Linked DNA regions of Sus scrofa: region 2 is linked to region 1. Evidence: chromatin contacts called from public Hi-C data. All regions are on one chromosome and are shown on one strand. The core of a region is the stretch at or near the end of the contact, and the rest is flanking DNA. Distances in the headings are between cores, read along the strand shown. Region 1 overlaps IL6R (interleukin 6 receptor). Region 2 holds the start of IL6R (interleukin 6 receptor).

Region 1 (7,341 bases), core at 3,051-5,550:
TGAGCATAGTTTCAACTTTTCCCACCCAGCAGGATAAGTTGCCCATCTTTCACAAAAATTGTCACTGAGTTAATTGTAACATTTCACATCAGGCTGAGTGGCAGATAGCTGCAGGTATTATTGGCCGAGCTGCATCACTGTTGAGGATAAAAGACAGCACGTGCGCTACAGAAACACAAGTTAGAAGGACCTGTGGACTGAAACCCACATTCACTGACCAGATTCAAGGACAGGGAAAGCTTAGGGTGTGGACCTGTGTACACTGAGCAAGGCCTACAACCCGGAGAAGACAAATATTTTTCCTTCATCTATACTAGCTTATTAAAAAAAAAATAAAGGGAAAAAAACCCCTCTTCAATGTAAAAAAAAAAAAAAAAAAAAAAAGGCAGTTCCGTTCCAATAATAATGAAAGCAATAACAATTTGGAGATCAAAGCTGCCTAGCTCTCAGCAGTCGTGAGTTATCTGGATTTACATCTTCCACTAGCACCGCTCTGCCCGGCTCTGGTAATATTTACACGTGGGTAAAACTTTGTCAAGAGTTAAAGAACCGTGGGTACGGAACCACCCTTTCTCAGGCAGAGTCTCATTTTCCACATTTCCCTTAAACAGCATTTTTGCTATTCTCAAGCAAGGAAACTTCAGCGAAAAACAAAATAAAAACCACCTGCCTCACTTTTGTCAACTTAAGGGTCTGATATTTAAAGCCAAAGCCAGCCATGAACATCGCTCTGTGAGCCCAAGGTCGGTCACAGGTTGAACCTGGCAAACAGTACGTAAAACATGGTCGTTTCCATCCTTTTGCCACCTGTCTGGCGCTGCTGGTTGTTTTGCTGACGGGGGGCCGCTAGAAAGGCTTTGTGGTCTGGTACATTTTGAGTGGTGGTTACACGACTGATTTTAATCACAGCTTCCTTCTGGGACATCCCAGGATACTTGAGGGTACCTGACGGAGGAACCATTCATCTCTCTGAATTTTCAAAGCCTGGAGAGAAAACTGAGCTGAAGCGGTCAGCGAGGTGTCGTGGCTGGACCCGCAGTCGGTGCCTCAATACTAGCTGAACGGAATCACATTCAAGGAACTAACTGAGAAGAGGAAGGCATTGAGGTTAGGGATTTTTTTTTTTTTTTTTAATGAACCTCCTCTGATAAGCTCGTGGCTTTTACAGCTGGGGATTTTCAGCTGACCTGCTGGGTAATCCGTGGGAGTCGAGCTTCCCAGAACCCTGACAGGGAGCTGGACACCCCTTCCTTCTCCACCGCCTGCAGGAGTAATAACAAGCTGCTTTTCCGCTAAATTCAAGAAGAGGCAGGCTTTTTTTTTTTTTCTTTTCTGCTTTTAAAGGCAAACCCAAAATTTAGAAGGAAAGCAGAGTCTCTTCTCCAATAGGGGAAAATCTTTTTTTCTCCTCCTGTTTACTTGACTCAGTTTTGCAGTAAGCAACATTATCGTGCATTTCCCCCATCCCACCCCCCCCAACAGGTTATTTGCACCCTGACAGTCTGCTAATGCTGCCTCTTCCACCCTCTGAAGATCCACCAGTCAGCAGTTTTTAAAAAACCAAATTAAAATACATTCTTGCCAGGTTCTTTGGTCTTTTCGCATAAATATTTTCTTCCCTGGTTACTTAGGCTCAGTTGAAAACGAAATAAACAAAGCTGGAGTAAGGCAGTGTGGATTTGCCAGGGGCAGAAACCTCCCTAACGTCTGTTCTCCTTTTTTTTGGGGGGGGGATGGGGGCGGGAATGGGGAAAGGGCAGGGGGGTGGGGGAAGGGTGGGCGGGTGTGTGTGTGGTGGGGGGTGGTTGGGAGGATGCTGCTTTGCAGAGGCAATCCCCTCAGCAATGCTATTATAGATAAAGTGGAGACCCTGTCCTCACCCCCTCTTTCCTCTTAGCTTCTCTGCTGAAGTCCTGGGATCCAAAAAGGGCAATCCGGCTAGTGCAGTTGCTTCTGGATTCAGCAAGTGTGTCGGATTATGATTCACATTTAGAAAAATAGTTAATTAAAAAAAAAAAAAAGGAAAGAAAGAAAAATGGTGCTAAGGAACTAATCATAATTCCATTGCAAACCCTCAGGCCCTGAGATACTATTCAGCCCCCTCTCAGCTGTTGTTCAGGTGTGGGCAAGAAAAGCAGGGGAGACCTTCCCCCAGCGGTGGCAGTTTGAGGAGAGCCGGCCTCAGGCCTCAAAAAACTGAGTTGCGAAGGCACTTGGGTTTCAAGAGTTTGAGCTAGAAGATGAAACTCTGTGGTGGGCCAGGAGATAAGCAGCTGGGGGTGCGGGGGGTGGTCTTTGGCTGGAAATCCACCCTACTTGCCTCCGGGTGCAGCTCCTGGAGAAACATCAGGGTGTGCGGGCGGCCAGCAACTTGTCCCCACCAAGCCGGGGGGCCCGAGGCCTCCACAGCCCCCCGGCTCTGCCCGCATGAGTGTCCAGTAGAGGCTTGACACCGTGCTCTTCACGGGGACCTGAGCTCACTCTAAGCCCTGTAAACAGGGCAGCTGAGGAAGCATGGTCCCAAACCTCCACCACCTCCTCCTTCTGAAGAGATGCAGCCAAGCTTTTCCCACCCAGCGCAGAATCTTCCACGGGGCCCTTCTGTCAAGGTGAAGCCAGAGGCCCCACGCACCTGAGATGAGCTGGAATGGCAGTGAGAAGCGTCTTTTGCAGAGCCAATTTGTGCTTTGTCATCCGCGTGTCATCCACGCAGCCCAGGGGGCCCGATGCCCCAGGCTGCCAGGCATCCCCCAGCTGGCTATCTGGGAAAAAAGTAGTCTCTGTTGCTGACATCATAAGGGCTCTGAGGGCCCCTGGCCTCTGGTCGGCTGTTCCTCGAGGTGTTGTCCCCCAGGCTGTTGGGGGACACAGGCGGGGAGATGAGGGGGACGAGCACTGGGGTGGACTTGGGCCGCTCAGGGACCAGCTGTCCCAAGGAATACGGCGGGTGCATGTTCGTCTTGCCTTCTTTCAGAGCCTGCAGCTGCCCCGTCTTCTTGAACCTTCACACAGATACACAAAGACAGGACATGCACATGTTAAGTTCCCTCTGTGATGAACCCGAGAGAAAAACACCAACAGCTGGCTGCCCTGGTGGCCTGGCACTCCCAGGTTTCAGCTCTAAGGAGTGTTAACTATTTGTCAGCTGTTTTTTGTCACCAGGAACTACACGATCCACTGAAGAGTCATCAAAAACACCCCAAGAGAGTGGGTTTGTCTGATGGTCCAACTGACTCATGGGGAAACTGAGGTTTTGAGCATGTGGCTTTGAGTGTCCCTTTATAGCACTGAGAACTTAATTTAATTTGTCCTGCTCCAGAGACTGCCCAGAGAGACATATCATTAATCCCAAATGAATTTACTTAAAAAAAAAAAAAAAAAGAGGAGTTCCTGTCACAGGGCAGAGGAACCAAATCCAACTAGGAACCATGAGGTTGCCGGTTTGATCCCTGGCCTCACTCAGTGGGTTAAGGATCCAGCATTGCCGTGAGCTGTGGTGTAGGTCACAGATGCGGCTTGGATTCTGCATTGCTGTGACTGTGGTATAGGCTGCAGATGCGGCTTGGATTCTGCATTGCTGTGACTGTGGTGTAGGCTGCAGATGCGGCTTGGATTCTGCATTGCTGTGACTGTGGTGTAGGCTGCAGATGCGGCTTGGATTCTGCATTGCTGTGACTGTGGTGTAGGCTGGCAGCCATAGCTCTGATTGGAGCCCCTAGCCTGGGAACCTCCATATGCCATGGGTGTGGCCCTAAAAAGCAAAAAAAAAAAAAAAAAAAAGAAAAAAAAGAAAGAGGACATCCCATTGTGGCTCAGCAGGTTAAGAACCCGACTAGTATCCATGAGGACGTGGGTTCAATCCCTGGCTCAGTGCGTTAAGGAGCCTGCGTTGCTGCAAGCTTCAGCGCAGGTTGAAGATGCAGCTGCGATCTGCTGTAGCTGTGGCTGTGGCTGTGGCCAGGGACTGCAGCTCTGATTCGACCCCTAGCCTGGGAACTTTCATATGCTGCGGGTGTGGCCCTAAAAAGAAAAAAAGAGAGAGAGAGAAAGTAGTCTTTCAGTGGGGAAGGAAAATGGGCCTCTCAGTCAAATCAAGGCTGCCAGAGGCAGGTCATGGCAACTGCCTTTCACAGCAGCAAAAAGGCTGTGCTGCTCCCGCAAGTGCCCTCCGGCTCCTCTAGCTTCCAGTGGTCCCACCGTCCCCAGTTCTCCCTCGCCCTCGGGGTCCCCTCCCACCACGCTGGCACGTTCTCAGAGACCCGGCCCTGGGTACCACTTGGGCACAAGTGACTCATCTGACAGGAAAGTCGATGTTAAAACAGGAAGGAGATAGACATCTCTCTGATCACAGCTTCGTTCACGCTGCTCCACTCTGGGCCCAAAGCCAGGGCTCAGTCGCTGAGAAAAGTCACTTGACAGCCCAAAGAAAGATGAGGTGGTGATAGCGATCTTCAAAGGTACAGTCAGGTCTCCTCCCTGCAGGGGCCCTGCAGCCTCGCCCGCCCGGGCAGCTCCCCTGTCCTGCTTCCCACTCCGTCACCTCCTAACTTACTGCCTGTGGACCCCAATGTGGGAGCAAGGTGGTCTCTCTCAAGTCTACCAAATACCCGCTACTCCAGGAAGGGCTGGGAGGGAAGAGGGGAAACCAATGTCAACAACAAGGTTTGGGGATTTTCCTTGGGTTTCTTTTTATATCGACAGGCTATTCCTGTCCTTGTTGGGATAAATAATTGATAGCTGGCTCCGAATCTGCCACTGGCTCTTAGCCGGTGGTCCAAATGGAATAAACAATCTGCAGGATGTTACTTGGGCTTCAGGCACTGCACAGGAAGGGGACACAGCAGGGGCACTTACTGGCGCTATGCTGGGTCCCTGGGTGGAAGCCTCCTCCCTCATGAGAGCACTGAGGACAGAGTCATTAAACTCTGGGCTTCAAAAGAGTCAGACGTTCTGACCCAAGAATTCCACTTCTGGGAAGATACCCTCAGGAAAGAGCAGAGCCATGAAAGGCTCTTGCACCAAGATGTTCAACGCAGTGTTGTTGATAAAAGCAAAACCGCAACACAAATGTGCCATAATAGGAGGCTGATAAGTGAACTTGGGTCTATCCACCTCAGGGAGGAGTGACGAAAGTGAGGTTTACTAAGAATCTGGAGCCATGGGAAGTCGTGCTTATGTTATAACTAAGGCTAAATTTATTCTTTTTTTTTTTTTTTTTGGTCTTTTTGCCTTTTCTAGGGCCACTCCCGCAGCATATGGAGGTTCCCAGGCTAGGGATCGAATTGGAGCTGTAGCCACCGGCCTACACCACAGCTCATGGCAATGCTGGATCCTTAACCCACTGATCAAGGCCAGGGACCGAACCCGCAACCTCATGGTTCCTAGTTGGATTTGTTAACCACTGCACCACGACGGGAACTCATTAATTTTTTAAATTTTTGTCTGTTTTGTCTTTTTAGGGCCGCATCCGCGGCATATGGAGGTTCCCAGGCTAGGGGTTGAATCGGAGCGGTAGCTGCCTACCTACGCCACAGCCACAGCAATGCAGGATCTGAGCCGTGCCTTCAACCTACACCACAGCTCACGGCAACACCAGATCCTTAACCCACTGAGCAAGGCCAGGGATCGAACCTGCGTCTTCGTGGATGCTAGTCAGATTCATTTCCACCGAGCCACGATGGGAACTCCTGTCCTCAGTTTTTTTCAAAGCAATTGGATGGGTAACTGAGAAAGATGAGCTTTCCTTCTTTTGAAATATTTTAAGGAAGGAATGAGAATTTTTCTGCAAATCACTAAATTCTAAGAGGCCTCCGAAATCAGCCAGCCTGGCATGCATTCATGCCTGGTACTGCCCGCCCCCCAGGCAGAGGGCTGAGCAGGACCTGGAGGCTGGAGGGGGGCAGGGCGGATAGAAGGAACAAAGAGCTGAGCTGTCAGACTTCATTTGCCCTCAGCCTCCACCTTTTACCTAATTTGCATACTTGGGCCTCCTAATGCTCGGTTTAAAGAAAAGGTTCTGCAGCCAAAAGAAATTTTTTAAAAACTTATAACCCTCATACTTTTTTTTTTTTTTTTTTTTTTTTTTTTTAGTGCTTTGTCTTTTTAGGGCTGCACCTGCGGCATATGGAGGTTCCCAGGCTAGGAGTCTCATCGGGGTTACAGCTGCTGGCCTACACCACAGCCACAGCAACTCGGGATCCAAGCTGCACCTGCAACCTATACCACACAGCTCAATGCAACACCGGCTCCTTAACCCACTGAGCAAGGCCAGGGATTGAACCTGCATCCTCATGGATGCTAGTCAGATTCATTTCCGCTGAGCCAGGATGGGAACTCCAATAATACTTATTAATTAAAAACGAAAAAAAGAAAAAGAAAAGATGAAACCAAGACCTAGCGAAAGAAAGTGACACACACACCCCCAAAGGCCACAGAAGGTACTCACTGTACCCAGCCACTTCTGTGACCCAGGGTACTTGAAAGTTGTCACTGCTGTGTCTCTGGTCGCTGCTGTGGCACAGGTTCCATCCCTGGCCAGGAAGCTTCCATGTGCCATGGGCACAGCCCAAAAACAAAAAAAGAAATGAGTTCCCATCGTGGCTCAGTGGAAACAAATCTGACTGGCATCCATGAGGATGCAGGTTCGATCCCTGGCCTTGCTCGGGGGATTAAGGATCCGGCATTGCTGTGAGGTGTGGTGTAGATCACAGATGTGGCTCGGATCCGGCGTTGCTGTTGCTGTGGCTCTGGTGTAGGCCAGCAGCTACAGCTCCGATTAGACCCCTAGCCTGGGAACCTCCATATGCCATGGGTGCGGCCCTAAAAAACAGAAAAGAATAGAAGAGAAGAGAAGAGAAAAGAGACAATACATTCAATACAATATGATTTAAATTAGAGGCATACACATAGGAGGTCTTTACCTAATAGTGTTAGCCATTCTAGATAAATGTGCAGAAAAGTCTCTGCTATGAGAATCCTATTTTACCAGTGCCAGATAGCATAAAATAAAGAGCGAAGCAGTGGGGAACAGGGTACAGGGTGAGGAGAAGGCCCCTATAAATTATAACGTCCAATTAAATAGCGGGCACACCGTTTTCAATGGCACATTAAATTTTTTTTTTAATTATCACTGATATTGTTGGAAAAAAACACTTGGGAAAACACCACGCTCTGCTGGAGCACAGTAAATGTACGAAAATTAAAAGATGGCATCATAGGCTGGCAGGCTTTACCTCCTTCACCTGCCTCTCTCATTCCATCCACTGTAGTAGGGCCACCCCAACCACCATGGTGGCCCAGCCATTTTGTCACCTCAGGCCCACAGCAGCTCTCTCTGCATTT
Region 2 (7,240 bases), core at 3,707-6,206, 53 kb after region 1:
GGATCTGCAGTGTTTCTGCAGCACCTGGACACAGGTTCAAACCCTGGCCCAGCACGGTGGGTTAAAGGATCCAGATAACTGCAGCATAGGTTGCAGCTGTGACTCAGATTTGATTCCAGATCTAAACTCCCTATGCCGGGGGCAGCCAAAAAAAAAAAAAAAAAAAAAAATCCCTAAATATTTTTACATTTCCTCAGGCCTTCATTCAAACATCACCCTCTTGGTGAGAACTTCCCTGGCCTCCCCTTAAAAAGATCAATTCTACATCCTTGGAGTTCCTGTTGTGGCTCAGTGGAAACGAACCTGACTAGGATCCACAAGGATGCAGGTTCGATCCCTGGCCTCGCTCAGTGGGTTAAGGATCCGGCGTTGCCATGAGCTGTGGTGTAGGTTGCAAACGCAGCTCGGATCCCGAGTTGCTGTGGCTGTGGCATAGGCCAGCAGCTGTAACTCTGATTGGACCCCTAGCCTGGGAACCTCCATATGCCACCGGTGTGGCCCTAAAAAGGACAAAAACAAAAAATTCTACATCCTCTTCAACATGTACTCAGTCCCCCTCTCCCTTCCCCTGCGTTCTTTTTCCTCCTTAGCACTCGCCACTCTCATACCATATATTTAATTTACATCCCCACCAGGATGAAGCCCCAGTGAGCTGGGATTTTTGTCTCTTTTACTCACTGCTGTATCCAGAATAGATCCTGGATATAGATCTATTAGAATAGTGCCTGGAACACAGGAGAAGCTCCTAATACCATTTTCAAGTGAGTAAATTACTAGCTACACATATTTAAGTATCTGCTTGGTGCTAGAGACCTCCCTACACAGTGTGTGCAGTACTTAGTGCATTTCGTCTTCGTAACCACCCTGCGAGGTAATGTAGTAGTTATTTCTATTTTCCTAGGTGAGGACAGTGCGTCTCCGAGAGATAAAAGCCCTCGCCTGGGCTCACGTTCTTTCTCCCTGGCAGGGCTGGGCAGAGACCTGTCTGGCTCCAAACCCTTAACAATTAACTGTACAGGATGAGCTGCGTTCGGGTGGAGAGAAAAAGGTCCAGAGGAGGATAAAGGATGACACAAGAGAAAACCTGTGGAAGAAACTGTTTAGCTCTCTATTCAGCGCTGTCCAGTAGGATTTTCTGCAATGATGGAAACGCTCTAATTCTGAGCTGTCCAATATGGTAGCCAAGTGTGACTAGTACAGCTAAGGAACTACATTTTTTTTTTCTTTCTTTTTTGGCCACCCCACAGCATATGGAAGTTCCCTGGCCAGGGATCAGATCTAAGCCACAGGTTCGATCTATGCTGGCAACTGCAGATCCTTAACCCACTGTGCCAGGCCAGGGATTGAACCTGTGTGCTGGCGCTGCAGATGCCTCCGAGCCCACTGTGCCACAGTGGGAACTCCAAGAACAACATTTGAGATTTGATTTCATTTTAATTAATGAAAACTCAAAGAGCCACACTTAGTAAGGTACGACTGTATTAGACAGCAGCCGTAGGCCCTTAACACTGGCCTGGAGAAGCCCAGATCTGCTGATAGAAATGCTCTGGCTGGTGGTCAGAGCACTGATCGGCTGGTGGCACGCAGGCCTGGGGGGACAGGAGAACCAGAGGGCAAGGGTATTTACAGCAGCGAGCACCTGGGTGGCTTTCAGTAATCCCTACAAACACCCTGGAAGGGGAGGGTTTGTTAAGCCAGTCTGCAGCAAGGGATGCTGAGGGTCAGGGATGAGATATGCAGACAGGGTCCATGTGTCTGCTGCTGGGGTCTTGGTCTACCCCTCTCGCCAGACAACTTGACTTTGGGTAGCTGGTACCAAGTAGGATGGGTCTGAGGGTTTTCTCAGCCGCTTGACCAAGCTCCTTTTAGGGCAGACTCTGGTAGTTGATCCCAGGGCATCACACGACTCCAGAAATGTGTGCTATAATAAGTAAACAAGGGGCAGAGCCAAAGCCAGGATTTCTGGCAGCTAGAAGCCCCAAGGTGGGGGTGGGGGGCTTCCTTGAGTTCCTCAATCACAGCGTTTAGCCAGTCAGTCTCAAATGTGGGAACCCCAAGGAGTGTTTGTTGAAAAGGATGGTTCCTGAGCCTCACTCCTAGGTCTTTCTCTTCAGTAAAAAATATCTGAGGGTGGAGGCCGAGAATCAGTATTTTTTTTTTTTTTTTTGTCTTTTGTCTTTTTTGTTGTTGTTGTTTGTTGTTGTTGTTGCTATCTCTTGGGCCGCTTCCGCGGCATATGGAGGTTCCCAGGCTAGGGGTTGAATCGGAGCTGTAGCCACCGGCCTACGCCAGAGCCACAGCAACACGGGATCCGAGCCGCGTCTGCAACCTACACCACAGCTCACGGCAACGCCGGTTCGTTAACCCACTGAGCAAGGGCAGGGACCGAACCCGCGACCTCATGGTTCCTAGTCGGATTCGTTAACCACTGCGCCACGACGGGAACTCTGAGAATCAGTGTTTTGATCAAACACCTCTCCCCCACTCCCAGCACATGCGCATGGGTACACACACACACACACACACACACACACACACACACACACACACACAATTCTACTAGATCCAGGGATTACCTTTTTGAGATATACTGAATCCGGGTAAGCTAGGAAGGCAGGTAGGCACTGGGGGCAGAAAGGGAAGTTCAGAGGTTGAGACAGAACTTTGAGAGATTGACAGGTGTTTGTGTTGTGTAGAGTCTTGCGTTGCAGAAGACGGAAGGAACCTGAGTCACCGATGTCCAGGCCTTCCACACCCGACACCTCTGTCCCAGCTAGTCCAGGCCTCTAGCAAGTTCACCTGAGCAGCCCCGCCGGCAATCAGAGGTGTGGGCAGCTGTTGTTCCCAAGGAAAACACGCCTTCTGGCTACAAGAGCCCACAGCCCGGGAAGCAGCGGACTTCCCCCTCTAAACCAGCCTCTGCAATTCCCCCCGGCCCCTCTCTTCTCCAAAGCGAGAGCGCTCACAGTCATTCGCTCCATGTTTCCTGTGCGAGGTCTTTATTTTTGCTCTGAGTTTGTGGGCTGAGTCTGTGTGCGTGTGGGAGGGGGGAGCTGGGTATTTTCTACTTCTCTGCATTTTCCTTCTGAACTGGGAGGGCTTTCACTTCCTCCCCAAACTCTCAGTTCTGCCTTGCACAGGCCATCCAGGCCTTGAGACCACTTTGCCTGTCCCACCTAAGGACCAGGAAAATGGAGAACTGATTGCAACCGGCTGCCCTCACCGTACCTTGCAATCACTCAGAAGCAAAAGGAAGCGGCAGCCACAGCAGTCATTCCCCTGGGGCAGGTGCCCTGGGGTGTGGTGCGAGTAGCAACAGAGGCAGGTAAAGAAGCCTTGCTCCCTCCCAGGTGACCCAGGCCTCAACCCTGCCTCGGGTTCCTCTGACAGCACAGCCGACCAACCTAGGCCTTCCCTTCCCCTGGCCTCTTCTGCCCAGAGCTCAGCCAGCCAAGGAGGACCCTCAGCTTGCCCCCCAAACACCCCCAGCTCTGCCTGCTGGGCTAGTTCTACATTTGGGAGTCTTCGGGACCTACCACATGGGCGCAGAGGAACATGGAGGAGTGGGCCTCCACCAACTGAGCCTGACAACCTCCTATCCCAACCTCTGTGACCCTCAGTCTCTTCTTTGGAACCAAGTAAGATTTAGATCCCGTGGTGAAGGATTAGAAAACTCATGTCAAGCACCAGAGGCCTCCATCAACAATGGCTACTACCCACAGGAGTTATAAATGTGTGCCAAGAAAAAGAATCCCTTCACCTTCCTCTTCCAAAGCCAAGGAACACAACCATTCAGAAAGCAGAGAGCTGCAGGCACATCAGCCTCTAGCTCTCTGCAGCAGGGAGTGAGAGACAGGCAGAGGGTGGGTGTTCATTGGGGCAGGAGCACCGTGGGGTCTAGCAGTGCCTTCTAGCAGTGAAAGCCAGAGCCCCCACCTCGCCAGCAATCCGTTCCCAGAAGCCTGCCGGCTGCCCGCATGGTTTTCCACTGTGTCCTCAAAGAAGCCCTCAGACCCTAAAATAAACCTCTGGACAAACAGTTGCCCGGCTCCTCCAGAGGAGCGACTAGACACGCAGCTGGGCATGCCGCCAGAGCCCAGAGAAAGGACTGCCGGCCAGAGGCGGATTACAGTCCGCAGGAGCAACAAGTGCCCCCTGTCCCCCTGCCTCCCCCTCCTGTGGTCTGGCAGTGGAGTCCAGTGTGTGCCAGCCTCAAGCCGCCCCAATCCCTGGCCAGCCTCCCCACTTGGCCTCAATTCTCAGGGGGTAGGCATCCAGCTTGCTAGAGCTCGTGTCTGCCTAAGCGAGTGCCGGCAACAAGGCAGCGGGAGAGTCCGTGACTCAGAGCCCATGAAATCAGTCCCTTCACAGTCAAGGCACTGTCATCCACACATGAACCCAGGGGGCGGAGGGGAGAGCCAGGAGGAGTGCCTTCCCCAAAGCTGAGGGGCAAACGGGGCGCTGGTACCAAGGACGCCCCGGGCAAGAACTCCACTCCGCTAGGGCATCGCCTCTTAAAGTAACCCGGGACAGCTGTGTAAGGATTCCCGGGGGCCCTGGGAAGGACATACGAGAACACACCTTGTCCTGGACGCAGACCGCAGGGAGCTTCCCGGCCACAGAGCCGTCACGGGGAGAGCGCGCCCGGCCAAAGGCGCAGGACGCAGCAGGGGGCGCGCGAGCGAGGGGCCGCCACCGGACAGCCGGGGCAGCCCGGGACCGCACCTTGTGCCGCGGGGACCCAAACTAGCCCCGACCAGGGGGGGCCGTCACCCCTCCTGCCTCCCTCCGCTGCCCTGAGTCTGCGGCAGCCGCAGAGGTTCCCCCACCCACCAGCTGTCCAAGCCCTTCAGGTGCGCCCGAAGCCCTTACCCAGTTTGGAGCAGCCCCTCGGGGCCAGCGCCATCCCGGGCGCGGCAAGCAGAGCGGTCAGAAGCGCGCAGCGGACGGCCAGCATGCTTCCTCCTCAGCTAATGCCCCATGATCCCAGAGAGGCAGCCAGGCAGGCGGGCGGGCGGCCGGGCGGCCGGGCGGCCGGGGCGGGGCGGCGGGCGGGCTCAAGCCCCGAGGGCAGCCCCCATCCCCGGGGGGCCCGCGCTCAGCACGCAAGGCTAGTCCCCGAGCCCCGCGCCGCACTCGACTCGGCTCCCTCTGGCTGGGCTCCTTGTCAGTGCGACTTCCCACTTGCACATGACTCAGAGCAGCGGACGGTCCTGGCAACGCAGGAAAACATTTGAGGAACTCGCGCTGGAGTCGTCTCTCGGCCGGCCCAGAGTGCTGTTACGAAAGCCGGAGCGGATGGCGCAACAGCCCCGCGCACCGGCCGAGCGGAGGGGGTGGCTTCCGGCCGCAGCGCCGCACCTGAGCCGCGAGGCCCTGAGCCCCGAGCCCAGCGGGGGCGAACTCTCCCTCCCTCTCCTTCTATTGATGAGAACAGGAGAATTAGACGCCACCAGCTCGGTTTTGATTTTTGGTTTCGTGACCAGGATTACTCTGTGAAAGGAGCACCTGGAGAGCCTGGAGGAGGCGATGTGCCTCTTACTGTTAGAGTAAAGCAGCGATTGGCAGCCCTTTCTGCCCCCTCGGAATCACTCGGGGAGCCCCCAAAGCCACCGATGTATCGCTTCACGCCCAGAGATTTAATGGATTTGATTCTGACTTAATGGATCTGGGATGAGGCTCGGGCATCGAGATCCTCGATAGAGTAAAGGTTCATCCTTTCTCCGTGCCTGTGTTCCCTGCAGCACAGGCCAGGGACAGATTTGGGCTCTGGAAGCTTCCAAATGGAAGTATCCCCTCCAGACCTCCACCTTCTGTGACAGCTGTGTGAAATCTTTTGAGTTTCTGTTTCCTCTTATGTCAGAGAGAGATAAGAAAGTCAATATCAGGATGGTTATGAAGATACCATGGTTATAAAGATCTACACACTTGACACAGGGTCCAGACCACAGGTGCTCCATCGATGTCAAAACAGGCACGTCCACCCTCCTGATGTGATAGATAGAAACTGGTACTTGGCTTTCAGAAGCAACCACAACCATCTCTTTAAAGGGCCCACCAAGGTTCCCCAGGGACCCTGAATCTGACAGGTGGCCTCAGAGCTGAGTTTGGAAGGAATGAAAATTACTGAAATAAGGTCTAGGCTGAGAAGTTTCTGGCCCAGCAAGTGCCTATGAAGATGTGCTTTTCCACTTTGGGCTTCAGGACCAGGACCAAGGCTCCTGGGGCAGCAGGAGTGGGCATGGTTTGGTGGAAGCCCCCAGGGGATAGGATCCGGCCTGAAGAAATAGGGTTTCTGCAATGCAGCCGGCGTGCTTCTAGGTTTCTCTGTGGGAACCTCCCATCAGCAGTGCTTGGCAGAACCAGGCACCTGCCCCGACCCACCCCATGCCAGAGGCTGGTTTGGGTGGGCTTGCTCCAGCCACACCCACAGGCGAGGGAAAAAAACATGTTGGAAGGTAGATCTTTTGGCACTGGCCCTTTCTCCTGCTGTTTAAAATTCCTTGGTGGCTCAGTGGATTAAGGATCCAGCATTGTCGCTCCTGTGACTCGGATCACTGCTGTGGCACGGGTTCAGTCCTTGCCCGAGAAATTTCACAGGCCACAGGTGTGGCCCTCAAAAATAATAAAATAAATATGATTAATAGTGGCAAACAATTGCCTTTGGAATGGATAGGCAATGAGATCCTGCTGTATAGCACTAAAAATTTTTTTAAATAATAAAAAATAAATAATAAATAAAATGACATTGCGGTGGGGCTCCCACTGTGGTTGCCCCTCCCCCTACTTGTGGCAGATACAGACCTGAAAATGATCAAAGAGGGACTACAAGCTGCAGTCTAAAACCAGAAGGCTGCAGAAAGCCTTCTGTTCAGATAGGTGAGTTTGAAAGAGGGCTATTGAAGCCCAAGAACAGGTGTCTCAGACCCCACCTGGCTCCTGCACCAAAGGGGGCCTTCCCATCTCTAATCCATCAGCCGGGAGTCAGACAGATAGTGTTTCCATCTCAGCTCTGCCATTTGCTGGCTGTGTGACTTGGGCAAGTTACTTAACCTCTCTGAGTCTCTATTTCCTGATGTGTAAGATGAGAACAACAATATGCAAATTGCTGGTATTGTGGTTCATATTAAAAGATCTGGCCCATCTTTATTTTCTCAACCTCATTTTCTGAATATAAATACGTTTCTACAATATTATTACGGCTTTTTTTTTTTTTTTTTTTTTTGTCTTTTGCCTTTTT

Evidence for each region. Hi-C and Micro-C count contacts between places; a contact is called where the count stands out from the background.
Region 2: a Hi-C map of blood shows a contact between it and region 1, with 3 times the contacts expected there. The contact joins the promoter of IL6R here to the enhancer-like site in region 1. A contact is called at or near these places in 7 of 47 Hi-C or Micro-C datasets (alveolar macrophages, blood, omental adipose tissue and 2 more).

What each region holds. Positions count from the first base shown.
Region 1 is chr4:95,323,466-95,330,806 of Sscrofa11.1, forward strand. It overlaps IL6R (interleukin 6 receptor), which reads right to left. Exons shown (of 10, transcript NM_214403.1): 10 at 2,759-3,002. The coding sequence ends at 2,759. Among named protein-coding and RNA genes, the nearest start is that of TDRD10, 43 kb to the left of the region's middle. Within about 2 kb of position 4,301, at least 9 of the 83 cell types and tissues checked have an H3K27ac peak or open chromatin away from gene starts, as enhancers often do. A contact at or near this core is called in omental adipose tissue, where this site is marked.
Region 2 is chr4:95,376,111-95,383,350 of Sscrofa11.1, forward strand. IL6R (interleukin 6 receptor) reads right to left here and starts at 4,957. Exons shown (of 10, transcript NM_214403.1): 1 at 4,873-4,957. The coding sequence starts at 4,957.